Regions from separate parts of the Mus musculus genome. Here all the other regions are linked to region 5. Evidence: chromatin contacts called from public Hi-C, capture Hi-C and promoter capture Hi-C data. All regions are on one chromosome and are shown on one strand. The core of a region is the stretch at or near the end of the contact, and the rest is flanking DNA. Distances in the headings are between cores, read along the strand shown. Region 1 holds the start of Clpb (ClpB caseinolytic peptidase B). Region 2 has its middle 21 kb from the start of Numa1. Region 3 holds the start of Uvrag (UV radiation resistance associated gene). Region 4 holds the start of Pde2a (phosphodiesterase 2A, cGMP-stimulated). Region 5 holds the start of C2cd3 (C2 calcium-dependent domain containing 3).

The links. Promoter capture Hi-C pulls out the DNA fragments that hold promoters and counts their contacts. A called contact is a pair of places that touch in the nucleus more often than the background predicts. Capture Hi-C pulls out chosen DNA fragments and counts their contacts.
Region 1: a contact with region 5 is called in a Hi-C map of B cells, with 8 read pairs. The contact joins the promoter of Clpb here to the promoter of C2cd3 in region 5. A contact is called at or near these places in 2 of 39 promoter capture datasets (liver and pre-B cells), 1 of 484 Hi-C or Micro-C datasets (B cells) and 2 of 9 other capture datasets (adipose tissue and liver).
Region 2: a contact with region 5 is called in a Hi-C map of B cells, with 5 read pairs. The contact joins the enhancer-like site here to the promoter of C2cd3 in region 5. A contact is called at or near these places in 2 of 39 promoter capture datasets (liver and pre-B cells) and 1 of 484 Hi-C or Micro-C datasets (B cells).
Region 3: a promoter capture Hi-C map of pre-B cells shows a contact between it and region 5, with 3 times the contacts expected there. The contact joins the promoter of Uvrag here to the promoter of C2cd3 in region 5. A contact is called at or near these places in 2 of 39 promoter capture datasets (liver and pre-B cells), 1 of 484 Hi-C or Micro-C datasets (B cells) and 1 of 9 other capture datasets (adipose tissue).
Region 4: a capture Hi-C map of macrophages shows a contact between it and region 5, with 4 times the contacts expected there. The contact joins the promoter of Pde2a here to the promoter of C2cd3 in region 5. A contact is called at or near these places in 1 of 39 promoter capture datasets (pre-B cells) and 1 of 9 other capture datasets (macrophages).

Annotation. Positions count from the first base shown.
Region 1 is chr7:101,662,346-101,665,045 of GRCm38.p6, reverse strand. Clpb (ClpB caseinolytic peptidase B) reads right to left here and starts at 1,295. Exons shown (of 16, transcript NM_009191.4): 1 at 833-1,295. The coding sequence starts at 1,235.
Region 2 is chr7:101,947,901-101,950,600 of GRCm38.p6, reverse strand. It overlaps a transcript of Numa1 not described here. Among named protein-coding and RNA genes, the nearest start is that of Numa1, 21 kb to the left of the region's middle. Within about 2 kb of position 1,445, at least 40 of the 459 cell types and tissues checked have an H3K27ac peak or open chromatin away from gene starts, as enhancers often do. A contact at or near this core is called in B cells, where this site is marked.
Region 3 is chr7:99,139,808-99,142,507 of GRCm38.p6, reverse strand. Uvrag (UV radiation resistance associated gene) reads left to right here and starts at 1,364. Exons shown (of 15, transcript NM_178635.3): 1 at 1,364-1,674. The coding sequence starts at 1,558.
Region 4 is chr7:101,449,951-101,452,650 of GRCm38.p6, reverse strand. It overlaps Pde2a (phosphodiesterase 2A, cGMP-stimulated), which reads right to left and starts at 1,399. Exons shown (of 30, transcript NM_001143849.2): 1 at 1,183-1,399. The coding sequence starts at 1,299.
Region 5 is chr7:100,370,894-100,373,593 of GRCm38.p6, reverse strand. It overlaps C2cd3 (C2 calcium-dependent domain containing 3), which reads right to left and starts at 1,361. Exons shown (of 33, transcript NM_001017985.3): 1 at 1,098-1,361. The coding sequence starts at 1,152. It overlaps Ppme1 (protein phosphatase methylesterase 1), which reads left to right and starts at 1,698. Exons shown (of 14, transcript NM_028292.2): 1 at 1,698-1,871. The coding sequence starts at 1,771.

The DNA.
Region 1 (2,700 bases), core at 46-2,545, 1.3 Mb before region 5:
AACAAACAAGGGAAGGTCAAGGCGGTCTCCAATCTTGTTCAACAATCTCAGAGTCTGGGGTGCATGGGACAGGCAGGCACTGACAACTGAAAACCTGAGAGGTTGGGCTCAGCCAGGCCACCCTTGCAGCTCCTGCTCAACTCTAAGCAACTGAGGTAAGAAGCCAATCTGAGTTAGCTACCTCCACCTCCTCCCTCCCTCCCCCACTGCTGTAAGTCTCCAGAGAGCAACTTTCAGCCAACTCCCTGTCCCCCAAGGCTTCACACACACACCCTCCACAGTATCCAGCTCATCTTAAACATGACACTAAGCAAAACTCTAAGCAACTAAACAGACTCTGAACTCCAGGAAAGGTCAAAATATTAGAGCACTGAGAGCTTGCCTTCATTAGACAGTGGGGAAACTAAGATTAGAGAGGAACATGGGGTCAGGCTAGCACCAGAACCAAGTGTCCTCCTTCCTTGGACCTATGTACGCAGAAAAACATGTAGAGGCGGTCCCTAAAGCTGTTGAGGCTTCCTGGAGACCTCTTGAAAGACTAATGGACAAGATATAATATTGGTACATAAAAGGACCGGGCTGTAATTAGTCAGTCCAATGTCCCCAATTATACTTGTATACAAACTGATCCCAAAGAGGGTGCTAGACCTACGATGGGAAATGATGTAACTTCAGTGAGTTTTCCATCTGCTGCTCCTGGCAGCAGAAGGTAACTGGGTTTCTTCAAGGTAAGGTTATGCGGGTTTAAATTTACAAATACCTTCAACCTTCCAAAGGAGTCATGACCCACCCACCCACCTCTCCCTTGAACCCAGTTTGACCCCATAATCACCCTTGTTGGATGGATTCTTGCTGTAGCACTGAACCACCAGCGCCATGGCCAAGGCCCACATGCCCAGACCCGTCTTGTTGGGGACCCCATTCCAGCTGTCTTGTCCCGGGAGTGTTTCTTCGGGGCTAGGACCGCGTTCCGACGAGGCGGCAGTCAGGTATGGGATCTCGGTGCGTTCTCCACGGCGCCCCCAGGTGGCTGCCCCCCGTCCGGGGACGAAGGTAGAAGATGCTCCAGGGCGCACCCAAGCGGCAGCTCTCAACCGCTGCGGCTCCCCGCGGTCTCCGGTGACAACGCCACGGCCGTAAGCACCTCCCCGGCTTTGGAGAGATGGAGATTTGATTAACCCTAGGAAGAGCCGAGGCGCTGGCGTGGTTCTCCTCAACACCGCGGACAACATCATGACACCTGCTTCTAAAACCCGCTGGTGCCGGCCCCTGTGCTAGCCACGATCAACATGGCTGCCGCGGCGCGTTCGAAGACGCCGCTTATAAGGTGGGACTGCGCACTACCTCACGGGAGTGGTAGTCCACAGCCCCAGATCTTTCTCTAGCTGGAGACTAAACAAACTACATTTCCCCGAGGGCTGTGGAATGACATCACAATGACCGCTGACAGCGGAGCTGGAAGAATGTTGGGAAATGCAGTTCGGGCAGAGGGGCGTGGCAAAAAGGAAAACTCTGGTGGGGCGTGGCAATTAGGATTCAAGATTCCAGAGCCCCGTATTTGTATTAACACAGAACTTTAAGCCCTGCCTTTGGAAGGTGGGAACCTGAAAGAACGGGAATTCAAGGTCTGGGTCAAAATCACATTCTTGGTCTAGGTCAGCCCCAACTGTGTAAGATATCAAATATCAAATCAAAATATCGAAAATCAAAATACAGGAATCCTAGAACAACTTCCCTAGTGTTTAAATAAAATTGCATTTTCGATGAAGACCTGTTAAGTAACTTGTACCCCTCCCCACTTTTATTCTGAGTTGCTATTGCTTTTCAAAAAGATGTTGAGTGTTGGGAAAGGTGGTGTGTGTCCTTAATCCCAGCATTCCAGGCAAAGGCAAGCAGATCTCTCTGAATTTGAGAAAGTCTAGTTTGCATAGTGAGTTTCAAGATAGTCAGGGTTATGAGCCAGAGAGACTCTGTCTCAAAAGACTTTAAGACTGTGTGTGTGTGTGTGTGTGTGTGTGTTTAAAGATGTGTGTGTGTGTGTGTGTGTGTGTGTGAGTGTGTGTGTGTGAGATCCTTAGGTTTGGCAGCAAGTGTCTTTTATAGTTGAGCCATCTTGTTTGTTACATAATAGTGAATCTATGAATTGTGTTTCAGTTGATTCCTTCTGTAGTTAGCTGACAATTAGCTACTCATATATCTGTGTCTGGCCCCTTGTGTCTCACAGAATTACAAAACTGGGTTTGGGATTGTCTGGGGTGTTGTTTTACCCTGGCTCAAAGCTGTACCTTCCATAGAGTTGCTCCTGATCTAGAGGATACAGAGAAAGCCTTGTAGGCGGAATGCTTCCTGCTCTTGCATTAGAGCCTCTTGAGCTAGATCGAGGGAACAGTTTGTCTGGGCTGCCAGGGCTTCTGACAGGCCCAGGTACTTTGCTGGTTGGTATCCAGTGGTGCCTAGCTGGCTTGTTTGAATTGTTAAAGCAGGTTTTGGGGCTTTCCATTAGCCTGTTGGCTGAGAATAGGTCTTAAGCCTTGGTTTGCATCTGTCCCACTCAAGTCTCATGCCTGCGTTTACCTGTACATGGAGCACTCTAGCTAACATCCATTTTCCTAAGAAAGGTCAGTACATGACACTTGCCCTATTCTTTGCTTTTTCCTTCTCCACTTCTGGAACTCTTCATAGGAAGTGGATTAGTCTGCA
Region 2 (2,700 bases), core at 196-2,695, 1.6 Mb before region 5:
GTTGTGAACCACAATATGGGTGCTGGGAGCTGATCCCTCGTCCTCTAGAAAATCAGCAAGAGCTTTTAACCACTGAGCCACCTCTCTCAGCCCCTGCCCCTTTTTAAAATTTTAAATTAAAGTTTAAAGGGACTAAAGTTCAATGGTTGAGATGTTGGCTGATCTTCCAGAGGACCTGGGTTTGATTCCAGCACTCACATAAGACCCCATAATTGTCTATAACTCCAGCTCCAGGGGATCCAGTGTCTTCTTCTGGATTCCATGTCCTTCTTCTGGACATGACAGGCACACATGTCATATACAGACATGCATGCAGACAAAACACTGAGACACATAAGATAAAATATTTTTTTAAAGATTTATTTATTTATTTTATGCATATGAGTACACAACCACTGCTCTCTTTATACACACCAGAAGAGGGCATCAGACCCCATTACAGATGGTTGTGAGCCATCATGTGGTTGCTGGGAATTGAACTCAGGAGCTCTGGAAGAGCAGTCAGTGCTCTGTGCTCCTAACTGCTAAGCCATCTCTCCAGCCTGATAAAATAGTTTTTAAAAAAGAAATACATGGTACCCTCATAGGCCTAGTTTACTTTTATAACCTCGGCTTGCCTGGCTCTCTCTATGTAGTCCAGGCTGGCCAAACTTATTGACATTTGCTTTAGTCTGTCTCACCAGTGCTAGAATTAAAGGTGTGTGTGCATCACTCCAGGACAGTTGCGTAGCCTGAGCCCACAAAAGTCAATGAGATCAGTGTGCAAAGGCTGAGACTCAAAATTTACTCTTGGCAGAAAGCTAGGATATAAAAAGAATCTTTCCATGAGAAGGTAAAGAAGCTTGTCTTGCTGACCTAACAAAGTAGGAAGACAACTCCTTCTATCGATTCAAAACTACAGGTGTGTACAAGAGGGTACTGCTGGTCAAATTTATACAATACTTAAGGCCTGGAAATTTACAAGTAAAGTAAAATTACAAACACTTCTCATCCCAGGACTAAAACAACACCAATCCATCCAACAGAAGAAATCACACAAAACACAAAAACAGAGAATGATGTTTAGGAAAACATGAATTAAAACCACAATGAGCCAGGCGTGACTATTCAAATATTTGTACATGAATGATCAAAGAAATCTTAACCATAACAACCAAAAAGCACCGGGCAGTGGTGGCATATACCTTTAACCCCAGTACTTACGAGGCAGAGGCAGGCAGATTTCTGAGTTCAAGGCCAGCCTGGTCTACAGAGTGAGTTCCAGGCTACACAGAGAAACCCTGTCTCAGAAAATAAAGCAACACTCACACACACACACACACACACACCCTAAATGTCTATCAGTAGCAAATCAGCTGGGGATGTTGCCCAGTGGTAAAGTACTTCCCTATTATGCTCAAGGCCCTGCGTTTGAACCCCAGCAAAGAGAGAAACAGAGACAGAGTAAAAGAGAGAGGTTTGGGGGTTTTTGTTTTGGTTTTGGTTTTGGTTTTTCGAGACAGGATTTCTCTATATAGCCCTGGCTGTCCTGGAGCTCACTTTGTAAACCAGGCTGGCCTCGAACTAAGAAATCCGTCTGCCTCTGCTGGGATTAAAGGCATGTGCCACCACGCCCGGCATAAGAGAGAGGTTTTAAGAGCCAGGCACAATCAAGCTCAGGTGTCCAGCATGAGACCCCAGGTTCTATCCCTAGTAACAAGAAAACCAAAACAAAAAGCACAGTAAATGATAAACAAAATTTGATATCGCTATACAACAAAATAGTACCTAGCAACGGATTCTAACAGATTACTGATATACTCAATTAAAAAAAAAAGTTTAAGAAGAGTGCGGTCTTCACACCTGAGTCCTAGCACTGGGAAGCAGATGGGAAAGGATCCAAGTATGTTCAAAGTGAGTCTGAGGCCAGGAGATAGCCTGGGTGACCCGAGTTCAGTTCCCTGAAACCAATTATGAGTGAAAGGAGAAAGCACTAAGAAGCTGCTATCTGACCTCCATACTTCTACTGTGGCAGGGGTGCCTACACAAACAGATACAAACACTGTAATGAATTTTTGAAAAATGTTTTAAAATTAGATATCAAAGTCAGGCTGGCCTCCATAACATGCTCCAGGTCAGCAAGGGCTACAGAGCATTTAGTCTTAAAAAAAGGAAAGAAGAGCACTCGGAAGGCAGAGGCAGGTGATTTCTGAGTTCAAGGCCAGCCTGGTCTACAAAGTGAGTTCCAGGACAGCCAGGACTACACCGAGAAACCCTGTCTCAAAGGAAAGAAGAAAAGAAAAGAGAAATGTTACAGGAGAAGCCATATATGTATGTATGTATGTGTGTGTGTGTATATATATATATATATATATATATATATATATATACACATACACAAACTAGAAGAACAATCTGTACTGACAAAGAGAAGATTGGTGGTTTCCCAAGACCAGTTTAAAAGAAAAGATCTACTATAAAGAAACATGAAGAAATTTCTGAGTGTGAAATGTCTTATGTGTTACAGGTTTTCCCAGCTGTATATATCTATCAAAACTTAGGTGAAGTTTACTGTACATAAATTAGAGATAAATAAGGATGATTTTTTAAAATTATTTATTTTTATCATATGTACATTGGTGTTCTGCCTGCAGGTATGTACCTGTGTGAGGATGTCAGATTCCCTGAAACTGGAATTACAGACAGTTGTGAGCTGCCATG
Region 3 (2,700 bases), core at 115-2,614, 1.2 Mb after region 5:
CCTGCTTCCTGTTGTGTCTGCCTCTCTGAACACTGTGTTCTTTCAGCTATAACAGTCCAGGTGGTGGAGAAATTCACACTCTATGGGGACGGGGGAATCAATATTCTGCAAAATGACTCAGTGCTACTTATAGAAGCAATGGCTGTAGCTGCTATTATGGTCAAAGAAGTCTTCAGGGAAGGGAGGGCATTTGAGCTGTACCTTCATATTCATTTCTCTATTATCTGCAAGCAATGCGGATCCAGGGACGAATCAGACAAGGTCTTTTGGTTGAGGAATTCACATATGAGTGTTTGAATTCGGGGAGGCTGTGTGTGTTAAATGACTATTAAAAGACAAAGTGGAGGCTGCTGTGGTGGCACACTCCTGTAGTCCCAGCACCTGGGGAGCTGAGGTAGATTGAGCTACATGGTGAGTGGCAGGTCAGCCAAATCTCGCCCCTCCCCCCGCCCCGCCCCCGCGCAAAGCAAGTAAACAAACAAAGACAACACAATAGAATAAGCAGGTCTGTGGTAAAGGCAAGTTTCCTAATTCGGAGTTTCAGAGAAGTCTTTTGGAAGGACTCCTGCCCCAGCTGAAATACGATGGCTAAGCAAGCGTTAGTCACAAGCAGTAAAGGCTTTCTAGGCAGAGCATAAGCATCCCACCAGCAGAGGTGAGACAGTCTCTTGGCTGGCTGGCACACTTTGTGGCTAAGCTTACTAGTTATAGAAGCTAGAAGGGGCGTGGACTTGCAGGTCTGAGTGGATCACTGAAGAGCTGGTGGACTGCCCGATGGATCTTTGGTCTCAGTGATCGCGGCTCGGTGGCGGCTCCCCCTCTCAGTCATAAAGCGTGGCTTTTTTTTTTTTTTTTTGTACGTGGATGAGAACACTTCGGGAAGTCAGACCATCCATCCATCCCGACTCAGCTGGTGCCAAGCGGGTCCCCGCCCTCCACTGGAGGCTCTGTTACCATAGCAACTAGGTTAGGGCGGAAGTGGCTTAGAGGACTGACTCTCACTAATCAGGTGACTCTCCAGACTTCTGCACGTGACACGACATACCAGGCGCGCGCTCTACCTAATCAAGAAGCCGTCCCTGTTTCACTGACAACTGACAGCGCTCTAGAGCAATAGCCCACGAGGCTTCCCTAGGAGACCACACCCCTCAATAGGGAAAGGGCCAATTAGGCTGAGGCAAAGAGAAGTTACGCCCCAGGTTTAGCCCGGGTTTGACAGACGCAATTGAGGCCATCCTAGAGTCCCTCCGCCCCTAGCCATTGCGGCCGACGACGGACGGGCCCACTGGCCAATAGCACGTCCCTTGGCCGCCACCGGGTCCCGCCCTCTCAGAAACGGAACCAATGAGCACGCCAGCTCTGGGCCGGGTGGAGGGGTTGCACTGCGGTAATATGGCTCTTCCTTAGCCAGCGGCGGTGGCCAGCGCGGGCGCAGAGCTGCTGGGGCTCTCGGTGCCCGGTTTCTAGGCTGTAGGGGCTCTGCGAATCACAGCTCGGGAGGCAGCGGCCGATGCGGGAGGACTGCCCACCTGGCCGCTCGGCGGCTCAGGGGTCCAGATGAGCTCCTGCGCCTCGCTCGGGGGCCCGGTGCCCCTGCCACCCCCGGGCCCGTCCGCCGCGCTGACGTCCGGTGCCCCCGCGCGGGCCCTGCATGTGGAGCTGCCGTCTCAGCAGGTGAGCCGGCCGCGAGCCGGGGGGCGGAGAAGGTTGGCGGGGCTCGCAGGGCTGAGGAGGGCTGACAGGAGGAGGAGCCCCCTCCCCGGCCGTTCCCGCGCTCAGACCCCCGCATCCCTCCAAGAAGGCGCCGGGGAGCCCTGCCCCGCTGGCCGCCGCCGCGCTTTCCCTTTCGCTCCCCGATCGAGGAGTCGGTTTTCTGCACTTATTCTTAGCGTTTCGGGTGCTTCCTTCCGCTCCTCCTGAGGAAGGTATTTGGGACGTTGGGGTTTCCTTTCCAATCTCAGATCCTCATGGCACACTCCACTCCCTCGGGTGAGTGTCTGGAAGGAGGATTTGAAGTAAATATTCATAGCTTGTATCTCACGTGTGTGTGTGTGTGTGTGTGTGTGTGTGTGTGTGTGTGTGTGTGTGTAATAAGGACAAGAGAACACTGACTTTGGGAATCTGACAAAATTCTTGGCAACACCCGCCTATCAGTACATCTTCCACTGGCCTCCCTCAGTCCCTCGGGGAGACTCTGCAGGAACCTTAGCATTGAAGAGGACCTGGAGAAACTGTCAGTCATGGAGAGGTTACCGAGCTGGGTCTGTGCAAAGTGAGCATTGAATCGTCACAACTCCATGAGATAGCTGGTTTTATTGTCCCGGTTTCTCAGTTCTAGGAACAAGCTTGCTCACTGCCTCTCTGTTAGTGTTTCTGGTGGGGATGGATTTCCAAATACAGAGTCTGACTCCAGCTTGTGCTCAGCAGCAATAGTTTGCTTTAGACTTGAGAGCAGCTGCTCCACCACGGTCCACAGGACGAGCTCCCTCAGACCCTTTCTGTAACTTTCCATCCTTGCAAGAGACAGGAAGGAGCCACTTAGGAGCGCAGAGGCTATGGGAGAGAGGGCCAGGCATAGAGTGCATCGGAATGTAAAGGAAAGAGCAATGTTGCACCCCACCCCCCCAACCCGGTGCCGGATGAGGTGCCGGATGAGTAGGGAAGCAACGTTAACTGCAGAAGCAAGGCTCTGTAGTAGGA
Region 4 (2,700 bases), core at 150-2,649, 1.1 Mb before region 5:
CCCTCACTACAGGTGAAGGACATTTACCCCCTCTCTCTATCCCCAAACCCAACTGCCCCAGTCACTACCAGGACAGCTGGGATAAGGAGATATCATGTATAAGTTATAAATACCAGTGTCCCACCTCACGATCCCTACCCACCATATATTTTGGGCACCCTGAGGGCAACGTTCTCCATGTTTAAGCCCTTGGACTTGAGTCCATCCTATGCCATACCTGAGAACACAGGCACAGGTGGAGGTCCTAGAGGCTCCAGCCCTGTCTTCTGAGCCGGTTCCCCCACGACCCAAAGTAGAGGCAGACATGTAGGGAAGGCATGGTCACAGAAAGACCCTAGCACAAAGATAGAGACCTACAGAAACTGAAGGGCTGAACAGACCAGGAGAGGTAGGCAGCCTGGAGCAACACACTAAACAAGAGAACAGCAGAGGGGCCAAAGGATGATGCACTCAGAAATTTGGGAACTGGAAGAATGATATGGGACTATCACATCTAGAGGCTGGGAGGCAACAGGAGGAGACTGGAGGTCTGTGTAAAAGATGAGGACTGGGAGGGGGCAGTCTGGCAGAGGAGAAGAGAGAATCTGGGTTTTAAAAGGGGGTTGGACCCTTGGGTTGGGTGGAAGATGGTGACTAGAATCTAGATGATTAGTAAGGATGGGGAGTAAGACTTTATAAAATAGAAGATAGAGGTTTGGGGGTGAGGTCCTACTTATGAGGTAAAGTTCTCTGCAGCCAGGGGCTTAGGGGATATGGGTGTGCCTGGAATCTGATATGTACAGTAGAGAGCCAGAGGTTTGAGAGGGGAGTGGGACTAACCTGGGAGGAGGGAACTCCGGGTTTATACAGAGCTGTTAATGTGGCTGAGGGGGGCAACGAGGATTAGGACTTCGGGGCTTGGGATGGAGGAGTTCTAGATGCGAAGCAGAGTCAGAATCTGGAGGGGCATTTGAACTATGAGCCGAAGAATCAAGGACCCCCTCTGGGTATGGCTGCAGTCCCATTCAGTACAAGACGGGTTCCAAACTAAGGGAAGGGTCCCCTCTTAAAGGAAGGTTCAGGAGAGAGTAGACCGTGGGGCAGACGACTGCAAGCTCTTCAGAAGACCGGGCCCTCACCGGGCTCTCCCTGGACACCCGCTTCTCCCTGTTACCCAGAATGGGGGGGGGGGGGGCCTCCTACCTGCAGGCTGTCGGCGCATGGCTGCGGCGGCGGCTCGTCCGGCTTGAGGAAGACCTGCTGGCCCCGCCTGAGGAATTGGACAACAGCGATGAGGATGTGGTGCAACACCAGGACCATGCTCGCAGCCGCCCGCCCGCCCCTCCAGCCCGGCCCGCTGCACTCGGTCAGCGCGTCCGCAACAGCTTCGCCGGTCCGCGCGAGGGTCCGCCCTGGTCCCGCCCCGCCCCCGCCCCCGTCCCGCCCCAGGCCTCCAGGCCCCGCCTACGTTTCTGCTACCGGGGACAGCACTTCAACGCCTTCCAAAGATCGGACCCCACCCGATCCCGGCCGGCTTGCTCCCTGCCAGGCCTTCACCCTCTCAAGTCTCCTGCAGCGGGTCGGCTACGAGGGCTCCCACTCCTCGGTCGCCTCTCAGCCTTCGCTGCCTTCCGCTTATCCCATTGTCACTCCTCCTATGTGGTAGGGCCCCTCCCAGAGTCCCGCGCACTGTCGCACCACATTCTCTCCCCATCACTTGGACTTCAGTAGCCCGGCCAGAACCCCGAGGCCGAGTCCAGCGCAGTGCGGGGAGAGGGGCCGCGGCCACAGTCCGGGAGCCCCGAGGTCCTTTCACTCCTTCCAGTACAGAGGGTAGAGGAAAGTGAGGGAGAAATTTAGAGGTCGCTCCAAAATGGGACGAGCCCTGAAGCGGTAGCAGATCTGTGAAGGAGACACGTGCGCCCTGACACACACAGGCGCACCGTTCCCAAATGTGGGGTGAGAGCACTGGGTTCCTAAGGCTACCAGATAGGCCTTCATCGGCGTCCCAGGAGGCTGAAAAGGGTGCAAGCCCCAGGGCCATCTAGTCCGCAGTTCCGCGGTGGGACCCCGAGAGCTGGGAGCGCATTTCTCTGCAGAGCCGCCTCTGTGCTCAGGCACTTGCAGCAGCCGTGACGCTCCTGCGCCCCCTGGTGTTCTATCGCAAAGGTGCACCCTGACCCCAGTAGGGGATGGCTGGAGGGATGAGGGGACATTTGTGTAACTTGGGTCAAACCCCTTGCCTGGACCAACCTGTTTTCTAGCCTCTGCTTGCTATAAGATGGGCTAAGGCACAGGACGAGTCTATATCAAATGGTGAATTTGGGTCTTCCTGGATTTTGCCAGTGTAACTTTAGCTTGATCCCCTTCCCATTGGGTGTCAGTTGTCCCACAGGGCTGCCAGAAGACAAAAACTTGGAATGATGGTGAGACAGACAGACTCCTGACAGCCCTCACTGTGACTTTCCCTGGTTCTCCTTTCTGCGCTACTGCCCCTCTTCCTGTACTTCCCTCTCCCCCCAGCCCTTGGAAGGTGACTCAGTGAGCCCCCTGCTCCTTGCCTCATAGATGTGATTCATTTGGGCCCTTTCCCCCTGGGGAGCAATTTCCCCAGTGTTGAGTCACTGAGCCCAGTGCTGGACACGGTCCCAGCACCTGGCACAGGCTTGGAAGTGTCCTAGCTGTCCCAGTAGCTCAAGGGGTGATCTTCCACACAAGGAT
Region 5 (2,700 bases), core at 112-2,611:
TTTGTAGACCAGGCTGGCCTTGAACTCACAAAGATCTGCCTGCCTCTGCCTCCCAAGTACTGGGCTTAAAGGCTAGCCCACCACAGCAGGCTCTTTATCTCACTCTTAAATTGTCTTTGCTGTCAAGACCATACAGTCAAGGACAGAGACTAACATTTTTAGGTTTGCTGCTACCTTTGGTTCTGGGTTCAAAATGTTAACGTCAAATCTTACTAGAGTTCAGAAAGGTGATGAATAATATGTAAATGAAGCGATCAGTTACAACTCTGGCTTTCCTTTCAGTCAGTACCTTTTCTGAAAGATTTAGAGAAGACTTAAAAACAAAACAAACAAACAAACAAACAAAACAAAAAAAACCAAGAGTTTTTCTGCAGGCGGATCAAGTTCAAGGCCAGCCTGGGGTTCATAGGGCCCCCTTATAGGAGCTGGATAACTAAGAGGATTTAAGTTGGATTCAAGTCATTCTAAGTGAGGAGCAGTCCATATATGCACATATGTTTCCATTTCAACGAATTATCCCTGCGCTTTATGGTAGATCTTTTTCTTCATGCTACAGGACACAAACTGTTTTAGTTGAAAAAACTCCTTGTATTGATTCCTGATGAGATCTCAGTATATTCTTATGAAGCGCAATCGCTTCCCAAGGAAAAAATCAGAGAAGTAGAAGGGTATATATATATATAAGTGGTTTTATTTGCTTTTTGAGTAAGCTTGGGTTACAGGTTTCACGATGTCCTCTATCACACACCCTTTCACCATCTAAGGTTTTTCCGGACAGAGTTATGTCCCTTCCCCCTACTCCGAATACCTCTAACACACATACGTGTATCCCTGTCGTAAAAAGAGCACGTTTAATTTTGTTGTTCTCCTATCCGTATCTATTAATCCTCACTTGCCTCATTTATCGACCCTCAGGCGCTACTTCCTTTCCATTCTTTAAAAAAAAAAAAAATTCTCTTAACTTTCTGGTTCCCTAGTTAGTCTCTCTTCCGTCCTCTTTTGTTTTGTTTTGTTTTGTTTAACCGGAGCGGGTGGAAGTCTCCTTAGAATTCTTTAGCCCTTTTATGCTTTTCTCAACCTTAAAGAAATAAAGTTACCTCTCTTTTTGCGCCCACGGCCGCCCCCAGGCCCTTGGCCTTTCCGTTGTTTCATCCCGAGCCTGGGCCCTTCGTCACAAATTCAACGCAGGTGCCAGCTCCTAAGCTGTACGCTCCCGCCATCCCTTCCCACGGCGCCTGCGTTCCCCGGCAACGGGCGCCGCTGGGAAGCCTGGGACGCAGGAAGAAACACTCTTTCACCAACAGTTCCCGGAAAGCGGTGCCAAAAGAAGGCGCCAATTAGAGCCCCTGCAAATGGACTACAACACCCATGATGCTTTGCTTCCCTACCTTGGCCAAGTTGGACCAGGGCACCTGCATCTGCGCAAGCGCAAATTGATACACTATTTGAGGACTTCATTGTCCAGCATGCATTGCCTTCAAGAGGTCTCTTCCTGCTAGGGTTGTCGAGTTCTCTGATAGGAGTCTGAGAGATCCGCAGACTCCGTTACCCAGTTTCCTTTGTGCGAAGGCTGTTGCGCACTTCCGGTGGAAGCGCTGCGGCGAGGGGGCGGGGCTTACTGAGCCAGTGGGCGGTAGGCGGCGCTGCCGGTGGCTGGTTGCTGTCCAAAGGCGACTGGGCGTCGTTAGAGGAGAGAGCTGTGACCGGTTGTACTGCACGTATCGTGGGACGGACCTTGGGCCACTGTTGTCGACGTGCGGCCTCCCTTTGATGTCGGCCCTTGAAAAAAGCATGCACCTCGGCCGCCTACCTTCTCGCCCTCCTCTACCCGGCAGCGGGGGCAGTCAGAGCGGAGCCAAGATGCGGATGGGGTACGTGACTTGTACCACTCTCCCAGGAGACCAGGCCCAGGCCATTGGAGATTGGTGTCTGGGCATTCAGAGTGCCACGGGAAGGGACGCTGTGAATTGGAGGAAATGCTGGCCTTGGCCTGGAGGTGTTTAGATAGAGTAGAAGGTAGATTTGGGGACTAGGTGAGGCGCTAAGGGAGTAGTCCACTGGAGGACTGATAACATTGTTGGAGAAGGGGAATAAGGACAAGGTTGAGAAAATGAAAGGATAATCTAAGGGATGACGGGAATCAACTCTAGAAGTGATGAGTCTGGGAGAAAGAGTGAATCAGTGAGATGAGGAGAAATCTGGCATCGTTGAGGGGAATAGGGAATGACTGAGAGAAAAGTTGACGGGTTTGGGGAATCAAGTAAGTGAGCCAGGAGTAAGAAGGTTTTTACCTGAGGGTTATAGAAAACATCTGAGGCAAAGACTAGGGAGTAGAAGGTTCTAGAGAAAGTTTCCAGAAGTGTAAGAGTCAAGTTCAGAGAATGAGGGGGTGAATCAGAAAACTTGGAGAATAGGCCTAAGGAAAGACAGAGAACATGGCTAGGGGACTGTTATCAAGGGAGTGAGCCCAGAGGCTAGGGAAATAGGGGGGGTGTGATGAGGAAGACAGCTGAGTTTGGAACAGTGACCACTGATATCCCAGAGACTGAGAAATAATTTCGAGTAGGATTTGTTAAATGGAAGCACTGGAGAGGTAAAATCTGAAAACCAAAGAAGATTTTGTCAATTGTTTTGTTTTGCCAAGCAAATGGGACCTGAGGGAAACTATCTATTGGTCTAAGAATTAGACTTAGTGAAGCA